Regions from separate parts of the Pan troglodytes genome. Here all the other regions are linked to region 2. A link is a contact called in public Hi-C data. All regions are on one chromosome and are shown on one strand. The core of a region is the stretch at or near the end of the contact, and the rest is flanking DNA. Distances in the headings are between cores, read along the strand shown.

Region 1 (4,387 bases), core at 1,875-4,374, 490 kb after region 2:
GAATCCAGATAGTTCCTATTGACTATTTGGCAGGAATGTTATATCATTAGCCATATTTAAACTCATAAATATCAGCCATGAAGATTGAGGAGATGGTGCCAGGATGATACAAATTATTCGTGGAAAATGGTGTCACTGTTGTGCAGAAAGGGCACAATCCTAAAAAGCACCTCATTCAAAGTTAGTAAGTGTGTGAGACAATGTTCTTTCTCTTCATCACAGAGAGAATTACCTGTATATTCAAAGCCTCATGCTTACATCCTCCCTTCAATCAGGTGCAAGCATTAGCATCTTTCAAGTGAATTTCCTTATGCTTTAGTTAGCTCATTAATTTCTCTTGCCTACAACCAAATAACCCTAAGTGTATAAAGATTTATCAAGGTACGTTTTTGTTTTCTTGCTTGTTTTTTTGCAAAGAGTTCCATGCTAAAATATTAAAGTTTGGACCAAATGATTTTAGATATTGCTCCTAGTCTTATGCTTTTAAGCTTAAAAAACAACAGAAGAAAATGCGTTTTGCAGATCTGGCAGCTGACTCAATGCAAATGTTACCACCAACAGGAACCACAAAGAAACCTAGGTCAGTAATATGATCATGTAAAAGATGTCTCAATATCTTTCCCACCATCTTCCTGCACTGGCCTGTGAAATTTAACTCTTTCTTAATATTTCTTAAATGACATTTTTCTTAAATGTTTCTAAACATTTAAAAGCTGCAGGCTTGCTGCACGTTCTGGAGCTGTGTGATACGGGTTTTCCTTGTAAACCTCACTGTATGCTTCTCTCCGTGATGACGAATAGGAACATTAACTCCTGCACTTACTGACTTTGAATGAGGTGCTTTTTAGGGCTGCGCCCTTTCTGCACAACAATAACACCATTTTCCATGAATAATTTGTATCATCCTGGTACCACCTTTACAATCTTCATGGCTGATATTTCTGAGTTTAAATATGGCTAATGATATAACATTCCTGCCAGACTGTAGGAAATACCTGGATTTAGATATTTTGGCATCAGGCAAACACTTGATTCCTTAGATTGGGACTCAAACGAAAAGCTGAAAAGCTATCTTTGGAAAACAATTGAATGCAGGAATCATAAACATCATAATGAGCTGAGGGTAGACCAGGCATTCCTCTCACTAGAGTGGGTAGTTGGTATCTCATTAGGACTGTTGCATGTCTTAAGAGTTCTAGCTGTGTGCTCTGTTTGGGATTCCTGTTATTGTACAGGTTGCAAAGAGTTAACATGCATTTTCTCTGTGATCTATCCAATGTGTATTTATTTTGTTTATAGGACCTTGCCGCCTCACCATAATGTTTATAGGTTTTCTTGATGATTTCATTGCCTCTAGGGAATGCACTGCATCTCACCTCTTGCACATTACTCTTCTGTGGGAATCTGAACATTCTGTGTCTTGCGCTGCCCAGAGGAGTCTACATTCCACTCCTGCCTTCTGCTGAGTCCCCATGCTGAAAGCCCACCTGCTTCAGTAATTCTCCAGTCTTCCCCTTTCTGCCCCCCTGACTTGATTATTGATGAGCTTTCTTGAGCTGCCACCACCCCATTAAATAACCCAGTTCTGCACTTGGTGAATGGTTTCCCACTCTCTGCAAAATAGGCACTTCTCCCTACTTGTCCAGAAAGCAGTCTGGTCGCTGCTAGGAAGGCCTGGCCTCTTGGCAGAGGGCCATAGGAAGAACATCACCCCAGCACTGAAAACCAGTTTTTTGGTGTGTAAATGTTTTGTTTGTTTGTCTGCTTTGTTTTTTAGCTTTAAAAACATCACTCGGCCATGGGAAAGGCAGGTATATTTTGATTGCTATCAGCAAGGCATGGAAACACTACTTCTGTGCGTTCTCAACATGGATCACTCTTAGAATTAGGTAAGAGAGCTGAATAAAGAGAGTTTTGCAGAAGAAGGGATTTGCGGAGAATATAGAACAAAGTTCCAGTGCAAGAGGGTTGAGGAAATCAGAAAGCAACTAGTTTTCTAAATTAAAGGGAAACCACATACAGACTCTGGATGAATTCAAAGGCATTTAAAGGCTGGGCTTTTTTTCTTTAAGTATCATTTTCATTTGCACAGATTTCCCAAGCAATCCACCTGGCTGACTTTACTCTTCTCTCATCCATATGGAGGTCTCTGGCTAAGTCCAAGGAGCTATAAACAAAAAAATACAAATAAGAACTGTGTAAACAGGAAGTCAGGCTCCCAAGCGAGAAATGTGTCTAGTAAACGATGTGACAACACTAAGGAGTCATTGTAGCACTCCTTGCTCTGATCTTATCCAGCTCTTTCATTTCTGTAAATGTGCCTGCGTAAACCAGCACCCCAGCCAACAGCCTATTGCAGGGGAAAGACACCTGCCTAGCCTCCCTCTTATTCCTCCATCACTTAGTCTGTCCCGAGATGTCATTGTCAGGCATTGGTAATTACAGAGTCAATCTGCCCCGCCTGTGATGGACTCCGTGTGAATACATCTCTTATGTGTGTTTCACACGCACGATCTGGTCAACACCCAGTGTTCTTTTTTCTCCTCCCTCCTCCCATCACCATCATCCACACGTGGCCATTCACCTCACAGTCTGGTATCTGGGGCCAACCTTACCTCTCAGGGGAGAGACTGATTTGCTTTGCTCTTCACCCTGAACAAGACCTTTCATTTAAAAAGGGAAGATGCTTTATTTCCCTGTGAATTAGAATAATGAAATATTTCTTGTAAACCTGGGAATTAAAATGCAGACAATATGAGTCCTTCAGTTTCTTTTATTGGTCTTCAGAGGTGAACGTGGGAGCAGTTGTAAATATGCATCAGGGTATCTCCTGGTCTGATGGTATTGAAACTCCACTCACAGCAATGCTAAGTGTCGCTGCCGGATTTGTCTCCAAGAGCTCCCTCCCATTTCTCCCCACCCTCTACCTCACTTCCAGCTCCCTACCTTGGTTACAGTGACTTTGAAACTAGTAAGAAGCATTTTGAGGTGACACTCGAGTAGCTGTGTGGTCTGGAATGCATTATAATGTTATGTCTCAATTACAATATTCTTTGGTTGATACACAAGGCAGGCACAGCCAAGATCCAGCCTTAGGGTGCACTGCCACCTCCTGGAAAACCCTCTGTGTGCGGCGCCTGCTATCATCCTTCCTCCAATGCCACCAACCAGAAAACAAGCACTTGTTCATGGCCTTCTGTCTTTAGAATCCAAGATCTGGGCACACCTAGCCATCTTCTCCTGTCCCTTCAAATTGGAATGTACTAATTCCTGAAGGAAGTGAAAAATGTGTTGCATTGTCTTTTCTTTTTTTCTTTTTTTTGGAGACAGAGCCTCGCTCTGTCGCCCAGACTGGAGTACAGTGGCATGATCTCGGCTTATTACAACCTCCACCTCCTGGGTTCAAGCGATTCTACTGCTTCAGCCTCCCAAGTAGCTGAGATTACAGGCATGAGCCACCACACCTGGCTCATCTTTTATATTTTTGGTAGAGAAAGGGTTTCACCATGTTGGCCAGGCCGGTCTCCAATCCTGACCTCAAGTGATCTGCCCGCCTCAGCCTCCCAAAGAGCTGGGATTACAGGCATGAGCCACCGCACCCGGCTGCATTGTCATCTTAATTACAAACAAGTAACTAGGTCGGGGAAGCCACTGGTGCAGAGATCCGTGATCATTACTCTCACCTTCTGCTCCTGAGGCTGGTAACAGACGCTGCTTACTGTAAATGAGTGCCTGGCACCAGTAGGATCCTGCCCTCGGGATCTCTGGAAGAAGTGCCAACATTATTTACACCATTATGCCTAGCGTTCCATTATTGCAACGCTAAGCATGTGGAAGTTATTTATATCCCACTGCTCAAGGTCATTGCCAAGGTCTGATGGCAAAAATTCAAAAAATTGCAACCTCAGGCATAAATGGGTTAAGGACTGGACCAAGGACTTGGAGCAGAAGTCACATGCACAGGCAGAGTGTTGGAGTGGAGGAAGCCCTGAGTTCTTCGGCCCTATTGCTATGTGGTGATTGTTTGAGATTCCACCTTACCAGCATGTTGAGATGTCTAATGAGATATTTTCAGAAAACACCAAAGACACAGAAAAGCACCTATAGGTTTCCATTTAGACTCACAGCAAATGAAGACCAGCACACACAACTGTGTCTTCGAGGCGCACCCTGCTGACTAGAGGAGGCTAGCTGTCAGGTTTTGGCTAGAAAAGCAAAAATACATTTGGGGAGATATCAGTCCTATCATCATGAAAAATAATGGGATAACATTTCTCTGTCAACAGTTTCCTTTAAAATAACAAAAATATGATTATCAGGCAAATAAGAACATATTCTCATTAACTGAATTGATTGATTTCAGTTAATTACCTGAATTGCTTAAATT
Region 2 (4,435 bases), core at 1,336-3,835:
TACCATGTTGGCCAGGCTGGTCTCGAACTCCTGACGTCAGATGATCCACCGGCCTTGGCCTCCCAAAGTGCTAGGATTACAGGCGTGAGCCACCACGCCCGGCCAATTCCTCTCTTTTTACAAAAGTACTCCCCAACCTTATTTCTGTAAAAGGCATTTCCTTTGTTTAGGACTGCTGTCTACCCACTGTTCACATCACAGCTCCTGTGTAGGTGTGTCCTCTCACAGCACGGGGGCTCGTGACACAGGCATGCAGGCAGCAGGCTTCTGTTCAGTGGTTCAGGAGTTGTCACTCAGGTCCAAGAAAACTGCTTTGCAGCGTCTACCCTTGGCATGGTAACTCTTATTGATAGCCTCCTCTTGGTCTGTCATTTCTCTGTAATTCCTGCCCTGCAGGAAACCAGAAAGTGATTTTCTATGCACAACCATGAACCATGTTTTTACCTAAAAATATATTTATGAACTGATCTCTTGTTTCCTCCAAATATTAAACCTTAGAATGGAAGAGGACAGTCATTTCTGTAAGATCATGTTCAGATTAGAGATGCAAACATTTTCTGTCCTAGAGTTCTTCGAAGTTTACTGTCATGAGAAAACATTTCTTCCCTGAGGAATTGAATTCTGAAAGTTCAGGAGCCCAGTAGCATCATAATTTTTTTCCATTCATTTCTTCCAGTGCCCTATAAAACAATCGCAAAAATAATACAAACTCGATCCCAAATTAGATATAAAATATGCAAAGGTGTTGTGCTATGTAAGTAATGTACTTATTATCACATATGCGATGCAAATGGATGCAACATTCTACAGAATACTTCGGGAAAATAGAGAAAGTAAAAATGTTCTGATTTTAAACACAAAATAATTCTATTCAGAAGTTAGCCACGAGAGGGCAGCATTGTCTACACAAACACAGAATGGCGACTACATTTGAACCTCAGACATTTTCGTGAGGCTGTTTGACCATTTGGTTTCAATCACAGGGAATGATCATAGAAACAGCATCATTGATGCTTAAATTCACAGTTTTTAAAATAAAAACTCTAATCTCTTCGTCTGCGCAACCATTAGGACAAGGCTAAATATCGTGGAACAATGACACATATTTTTCTTATATTTCTCTGTCTTTTCCAGCGTGTCTTCTTCACGCTCTATGCTCCGTTTCTGTAGTTTACTTATTTTGAAAAAAAAAAAAAAATCACCCGACTATTATTATGATTCTGGCCACATGAATCCCAGTGAGCATCAATTTCTTTGTCTACGGAACTTTTTTTTTTCCCCCGGAGTCTTGCTCTGTCGCCCAGGCTGCAGTGCAGTGGTGCGATCTCGGCTCACTGCAACCTCCGCCTCCCGGGTTCAGGTGATTCTCCTGCCTCAGCCTCCTGAGTAGCTGGGATTACAGGCGCCCGCCACCATGCCCAACTAATTTTTGTATTTTTAGTAGAGACGAGGTTTCACCATGTTGGCCAGGATGGTCTCGATCTCTTGGCCTCGTGATCCACCTGCCTCGGCCTCCCGAAGTGCTGGGATTATAGGCGTGAGCCACCGCGCCCGGCCATCTACAGAACTGGTAAGCAGTCTAGGGTAGTAAATAGAAACGGGGCCCCAGCTGTGGGCAGGGGCTGCTTCTGCCACTTCGAGATTTGCTTTTCCCCATAGATGAACTGAAGGTAATAACAGCCTCTGCCTCTCACTGTGCTGTTGTGAGGATGCACTTTATAATGGATTTCATAAGGTGCCTGGCACATAGAAAGTGCTCAGTAAACATTGCGGTAACAGTGGTGGACTCTTTTTTTTTTTAATTGAATGAGTTGTCAACATTTAAAAATCTGGAGAGCTCACATAAAAATCCTCACTGATCAGTTTTGTCCACATATGTTACTTGCCCGGCTTCTGTGGGCACACGGGTTGTGGTCCTTCGTGAGCCCTTCCATCTCCCACCATCTGTTTATTGCCTTTAGATGATGATAAAAAAAAAACTGCACCATGGCCAGCAAGAACAGCTGTAGGAAAGAAGACTTCAGATTTTTTCTCCAAGTTGCAGAAGATGATTGTGCTCAGTCCTAACAACTCTCTGTAGATTCTTTTATCTGAGCAATCCAAAGCCCTTAGCGCTGCAGTTTAATCTAATTTGTTTCTTTTGTCAGATTTCATTTTGAGGCTGAAGCCTTTGAGAGACTAGCAGAGAGCATTTCCTATGGGAAATTTGGTTCATTCATTCCTAGGTGGCAGGTTGGGGGGTCAGGATTGTCAAACTGGGGAGGACATCTGATGCCTGATGGTAAAACAAAAAGCCACCAGGGACAGGCTTAGGACAGTTCCACTGTGACATCCTTTTTCCTTTTTTCCCCTTCACTTCCTCAGCCCCCCTACCCCATGTGTTAAATGGGTTTTCTTATTTTTAATCTTAAAGAAAAAGAATTTGTGTTTATAAAATAAGATTTAAAAGGTTATTTCCTCCTCACAGTGGGAATCCAGGGAGATAGCTTGGCAGCCCCCAGGAGCTCAGGGAGGAACTCAGCAATCCTCTCATCTGTCTTACAGAACCGTGCTAAGTTACCAAAGGAAACCACCACTCATTTATCTAAACCCTTTGCAGTTAAATGCTCAGAGACGAATGCGCTTGTTGCAGCTGCTCTCAGGGTGGCAGCAGACACTCAGAATGGTGTTTCGATTTAACTTATTGCATTTCAGCTAATTGAAAAGCAGAGCACATCGAAGGGCCTCTGTGAGAACACTTTTCAGACTATAAATCGGGGCTGGAGGAGATGTTTAATTAAATCAGTCCTGAGGTCACAGGAAGGAAAAGCAAACCTCTCCCTCCCAGACTTGACCTGGTTCACGTAGCATGGCAGCTGGAGAACTTGGAAATGTGTTAGTAGGACTAATGTAAATATACCAGAATAAAGCACTTCCCTGCCAGACTACGAAGCAAGAAATCGGATCTAGAGACAGACAATGGCTCTGACCTTCCAGTTTAATTCTGTATGCAAGAAACACACAGATGAAGATGGCCGGAGAGGCCGAATTGCTACGTTTCAGATTGCAGTGCAAGGATAGACTTTCTTAAAAGAGCTTATTTCCAAAGAATTCTGTTATTTGCGAGCAGGGACTTGGGAAGCCTTGAGTCAGTCCTGGGTCAGAACTGAGTGTTTGAAGGGGTGAGTCATTAACTAAAACCCAACAGTTCATGAAGGAGGAAACCTAGTTAGAATTTGGGATCCTAGACAGGACACTAGCCAGGTGTCATCTGCAACAAAGGAAAGCGTGGCCAACCCAGCATGGCTCACACTGGAAGGCTCCACACAAACCTATTGGTCTCACTTTTCTTGCTGAATTCTCTCTCAGGTTCATGGGCTTGTATGATGAATGTTCATGCAACATCTCTCAACAGCCTTCTCTCCCCATCCTTCCCAAATTTAAAGATAGGATCACGTGACAGAAAGAAAAAGAGCAGAATGTAAATGTGAAATCATAGCATTTGAAGGTGTGATCTTGGTTTTTAGCTAGAAGACGAGGAAGCTGAAGAAGTAACTAATTCAGGCCGGGCATGGCGGCTCATGCCTGTAATCTCAGCAATTTGGGAGGCTGAAGTAAGCAGATCTCTTGAGCCCATGAGTTCGAGACCAGCCTGGGCAACATGGTGAAACCCTGTCTCTACAAAAATGCAAAAATTAGCCGGGAGCGGTGGTGCACTCCTGTATTCCTAACTACTTGGGAGGCTGAGGCGGGAGGTTGGCTTGAACCTGGCAGGTGGAGTTGCAGTGAGCTGAGATCACACCAGATCTGCACTCCAGCCTGGGCAATAGAGCCAGACCTTGTCTCCTTAAGATAATAATAATAATAATAATAATAATAATAATAAAAGTAATTAATTCAGTCCAGCCAGTCAGCATAGGGAGCTAACATGTTGGTCATAATTGCATGGCCCAGTCTGGAGCACATAGGTTCCTGTGATGAGCATCATGATGTGAAACAAAGGAGTCAGTGCCTTGGAATCATTACCCACTCCCCTTGCATCTCTAATCGTATATTGATTATGCTTATTTTTCATTCATAATTTTCTATGACTCCTTATTTCCCATGATACATCCAATTTCCCATGAAACATCCATATCAGTCCTATTACCCCTTTGGATCTATTTGTTTGCTGGATCAATTCTCATTAAGACTTCAGTTTCACAGTTGTGGGAGGAGGGCAGGAGAGCTGTAGGGGAGGCATTTATTCACTTCTCCTGGTATCTGAGCAGGTAGACACAAAAACCTCTCCCCATGCCGTTTTTTCCTTATCTCTTCCTCTTGGATACTTTCTTGGTTTCCACTCTCTCCTTCTGTTTTCCTCTCCCTTACAGACTGCAAAGAGGACCTGAAGGATGAGATCAGGGTTTGTGATAGAGGTCAAGCGTCTGCCTTACCTTAGGCAGCTGCCCCTTAT
Region 3 (4,137 bases), core at 1,258-3,757, 310 kb after region 2:
ATAGGAAAAGTCTCAATGGAAGCCTCCTCCTCCGGCCCCACCCAAGCAATTTTTGTAAACACACACTGATTTAAAGCTGAGGAACCCCATTTTTCACCATACAAAGCTCAGTACAGAACAGTGTGGGGAGTCAGATGCTCTTGGATTTGAACCCCTGCTTGACCACTTCCACGTTGTGAGACCTTGACCAACTTACTATTTCCAAGCCTGGGTATCTTCATCCATAAAGTTGGGGATACTTTGGGGCTGTCCTTAAGATTAAATGAGACATTGCATATAAAATGTTTATGCACATACGGCACATTCGAAGTGCTTAATAAATGGGAACTATTATTTGTAAAATCTTCAAAGTCACGTTAACCGATATGTCCTATTTTATTCAAAAATGGTTATAATGTAACACACACAAAATAAGTTCACTTGAGTCTCAAGTACCAAATTATATGGTTGGTCTTGCCTCACCTTTTGCCTCTAGTTTTCTATACCCAAGTTCCTTTCCTTCCCCTATTATTCATGAACATGTTTTTTGCCCTAGTGTTTCTCAATGGTTCCTGCCCATCCCCCCAGTTGAAATAGCATGGGGGTCAGGGGAGAGCATGGAGAAGGGGAGACCTTGTAATAAACTAGCAAGGGGTTTCTACCTTTCCTCTATCTCCAAGATTCTATTAATAGTATATTCTCCTAAAGGTCCTATTAGTTTACATAGCTCAAGTGGGGAGACAATGATAGCTAATGTTTAGTATTCACCTAATAGTGTCAGATACTATGCTAGGTGAGTTACCAAAGATATTTTGACTCTTCATAACAACTAGACAACGCGGATCCCACTATTTCTGTTTCTGAGATGGGTAGATACAAGTTCTGACCCAGTAATTCGCTCAAAGTCGTGCAGCTAGTTATCTGGCAGCGTCCTTGCACATCTAATTGCAGATGCATCTGCATCTACATTAGAGTAAATGTTCCAATTATACTCATACAATGAATGCTATGAATCTAGCCAACAGAATTCCAGACACTAACAAGTAAATAAATCAGGCTTTCCTCAATCCCAGTAATTCATGTTTAATATTCCTTGGCAAATACTGAATTTCAATCTGTGCTTGTTTCATAGAGTAGAATCTTTCAAATGTTGTGTTATCGAGTCCTACATAGTCAAAGGGAAGGGAAAGACAAGGAGGGTGATTAAGGTGAAGCGTTTCTTCCATTACTGGTAGAACGAAGTTTCTCATCTCTTAAGCACCGAATTCTGCAATCATTCCAAAAGTGGAAGCTCAGCTCACAGCGCATTTTGGGGAAGCTTAAACCACACTAACCATTTAAGGTCAAGCAAACAATTGGCCAACCCTAACGTGTATGGTGCAGGGTTTTCATCTCAGATGTAACAGATCTCTCTCTGTCTACATCCCAACTCCAGAAAACGAGAAATCGAGTTCCTCCTCTCACCATCGAAGCTCTGCAGACACCTCGCTGGAGACCCCATGGTGAGCCTCATCACGTAAAGGCCCCCTCGCAAGCTGCCGGCTCCAGCTTGCGCCCCACGTCTACCTAGGCTCCCTCTAGCCTCTTTAACGCACAGTCGAGCAACAGGCCCCTTGCAATCAACTCTAGCCGCCGGACTCCTGACCAGGTCTCTCGCTCGGGGTCAGAAGGAGGAGCGGGAGGGAGGGCGGCGGCGGCGGCGGCGGCGGCGGCGGCGCCGGCGCCCGCGGGGCGGGGCGGGGACTGTGCGCAAGGAGGGGGCGGGCGCAGGCCGCGGTCTCGCTCCGCTCCCCTTTGTTCTCTCCCATTGTGTGGCACTTCCTCCTCAGGCGCTTCTTCTCTGCACCCTGGCAGCCCGTGGGGAGTTCGGGAAGGGGCCCTGGATGCCTTTTCTGCTTGTTTTCGAGTACGTGAGGACCTCCCCGGCACCGCCTCGCGCGGGTCCCTGCCCCGTGCCCAGGCGGAGGCGGGGTGGCCAGTGTCCTTCCTTCCCGCTCCGCGCCCTCGGCGGCTTCCCCGCGGCCCCCTGCGCCGCGCCCCCTCCAGGAGGCGTCCTGACCCCGCACTCCGGACTTTCACCTCCCGACCGTCAGCCTCAGGGCCGCCGCGGCAACGCGCGACCCCTTCCCTCTGAGGGGCGCGGGCTCCGGACGCGCCGGGCTCTGCCAGGCATCTAGTGGAGGGTCGGAGGCCAGCGACCAGCCCGAGCCCAGCCGCCCCGGCGTCCCGGGAGCTGGCGCGAGTGTCGCCACGACCCTCCCCGTCCCTTGCGCTCGCGCTGCCCGGCCGCCGGGCGGCCGCCTCAGCCCCCTTATATAGCCCTCTAAAAATAGCTCGCCTCGCACCGCCTTGTAAGGCAGCAGGGAGATTCGAAGCGCGCCAATCCGCGCCCGCCGCCAGGGCCAAGCCCCGCCCCAGGCCCTGCTCCGGGCTCCCCATTGGTCCTCAGTGACTTCATGAGCCCCCTGTTTACCTTACATGGTCACACGCGGCCTAATGGACGCACTCCTCGGAGATCCCACGGCTGCGCGGAGAACCGAACGGAGGGAGGGAGTTTGGGGAGGGGGAAGAGCAGGAGGAGGAGAAAAGGGAGGGGGAAGACTACAAACTAGCAAGGATGGGGTGGGGGGTGGGGAGGGAAGGGAAGGGGGGGGAAGAGAAGCGATCGCGAGAGAAAAAAATGCAACCTCCCAAAATAAAGAGCAAAGATTGCATTAGGAGCGAACAGCGCTGCAGAAATAGATGGCAGCTTCGTGTCAGTGAGTTTGCATCCCCCTTCCTGATCCACGAGCTGGAGTGATTAGAGCCCTGGAAGGGAATTATTACTCCCGTGGAGAAGTCCCCTTTTCCTGGCAGTCGTCTGCACTGTACACGCTGGATGCCTCTCTCCATCCACCCCACTCACTCGCTCCTCTCTCACCTCCTCTCTCCCTCTCCTGCATTGATTTTTTTTTTTTTTCCTTTTTAGTTGACTGAAACAAAACAAAACAAAAGGGCCACTGGATGTCTGCCTTCTTGGGGGGTGAGCCAGACAGACTGACAAACAAACAGCCCCAACTGTGTTCGGGGGAGGGTTTCGCCTCCCGTTTTGCCCGGCAGCAGCAGCATGGACGTGTTGGCTAGTTATAGTATATTCCAGGAGCTACAACTTGTCCACGACACCGGCTACTTCTCAGCTTTACCATCCCTGGAGGAGACCTGGCAGCAGGTGAATGATTTAAATTACTTGTGTAAATCGTGTGGTGGCGGCGGAGACGCAGGGGCTGCGTTGGTGTGGGCTCTGGGTTGAAATTTTTGTTTGTTTGTTTGATTTTTTTTTCTTCCTTTTTGGCTGTCTGTTGTTGAAAATGTTTTCTGAAACAGTCATCTGCGCTTACCTCTCCACCCACCCCTAACCTCGTAGAGTGCAGAGCTGAGCAGCCGGTCCGAGCTGCCTGCGTTTCAGTCGCCAACACACATCCCTGCGCACACGTTGTCGGGTTTGCTGTCCCCTATCAGAGACCTGCCGAACTTCTGGGGTTCGGAGGAGCCGGGTGGGAAGGTGGTTTGGGGTGTTAGGAGCGATTGCTGACAGGGACCACGTTCTCGCGTGCATGAGCTCTACCCACTTGATACCTGAAATCAGGTTCATCTGTTTCAACTGGTGCTTATGACCATCGGATGGGGGGCGGGGGAGGGTGGGCAGGAGCAAAGCGGAGTGTTTTTCAGTAATTAGCGAGTGTCAATAAAGAATAGGAGCTTGATTTTGAGATTAGAAGGTAGGCAAAAGAGAGAAGAGCCCACTGACAAAAGATACTCAAGGAGGACGGGAAGATGTAGCTGAGGCTGACAATGAATTGTAGGTTTTCCCAGTGTGATGCCTTCAGAAAGAGAACACCCTCTATGCGTGTCCTTGTTTCTCTTTTTTGTTTAGGGTCCTTCTCTAGTTAGGCAGCACAACCTCGGACAAAGGCTGATGTGTGCTTCCATGCCTTTGACTTTGTCTTAGAGGACTAGTTAAGAAACTCCCAGGATGCTGAAGGGCACCGATGCCAAGTTGGCTAGCCGTCCCAGGGAGGATGAAGTGGGGCTGGTGACAAGTTCACTGGGCTTTGTGAAGTGGAATAAAGAAAGTGCTGGTCAGTGGAAAGTGCTGGCTCTGCTGCGGAAACAGTGGTT

Evidence for each region. Hi-C and Micro-C count contacts between places; a contact is called where the count stands out from the background.
Region 1: a contact with region 2 is called in a Hi-C map of stem cell-derived neural progenitor cells, with 16 times the contacts expected there. The contact joins two enhancer-like sites. A contact is called at or near these places in 5 of 7 Hi-C or Micro-C datasets (blood, induced pluripotent stem cells, a lymphoblastoid cell line and 1 more) and 1 of 1 other capture datasets (stem cell-derived neural stem cells).
Region 3: a Hi-C map of stem cell-derived neural progenitor cells shows a contact between it and region 2, with 10 times the contacts expected there. The contact joins the promoter of LOC107973898 here to the enhancer-like site in region 2. A contact is called at or near these places in 3 of 7 Hi-C or Micro-C datasets (blood, induced pluripotent stem cells and stem cell-derived neural progenitor cells), 1 of 1 datasets of contacts at active chromatin or transcription factors (stem cell-derived excitatory neurons) and 1 of 1 other capture datasets (stem cell-derived neural stem cells).

What each region holds. Positions count from the first base shown.
Region 1 is chr13:109,211,763-109,216,149 of NHGRI_mPanTro3-v2.0_pri, reverse strand. No RefSeq gene overlaps it. Among named protein-coding and RNA genes, the nearest start is that of CPO, 57 kb to the right of the region's middle. Within about 2 kb of position 3,124, at least 9 of the 24 cell types and tissues checked have an H3K27ac peak or open chromatin away from gene starts, as enhancers often do. A contact at or near this core is called in stem cell-derived neural progenitor cells, where this site is marked.
Region 2 is chr13:109,700,146-109,704,580 of NHGRI_mPanTro3-v2.0_pri, reverse strand. No RefSeq gene overlaps it. Among named protein-coding and RNA genes, the nearest start is that of CREB1, 59 kb to the left of the region's middle. Within about 2 kb of position 2,585, at least 11 of the 24 cell types and tissues checked have an H3K27ac peak or open chromatin away from gene starts, as enhancers often do. A contact at or near this core is called in induced pluripotent stem cells and stem cell-derived neural progenitor cells, where this site is marked.
Region 3 is chr13:109,393,886-109,398,022 of NHGRI_mPanTro3-v2.0_pri, reverse strand. LOC107973898 (spidroin-2-like) reads right to left here and starts at 2,507. Exons shown (of 1, transcript XM_063790685.1): 1 at 1,546-2,507. The coding sequence starts at 2,418. The coding sequence ends at 1,546. KLF7 (KLF transcription factor 7) reads left to right here. Exons shown (of 6, transcript XM_054679242.2): 2 at 1,415-1,481; 3 at 2,948-3,187. The coding sequence starts at 3,086.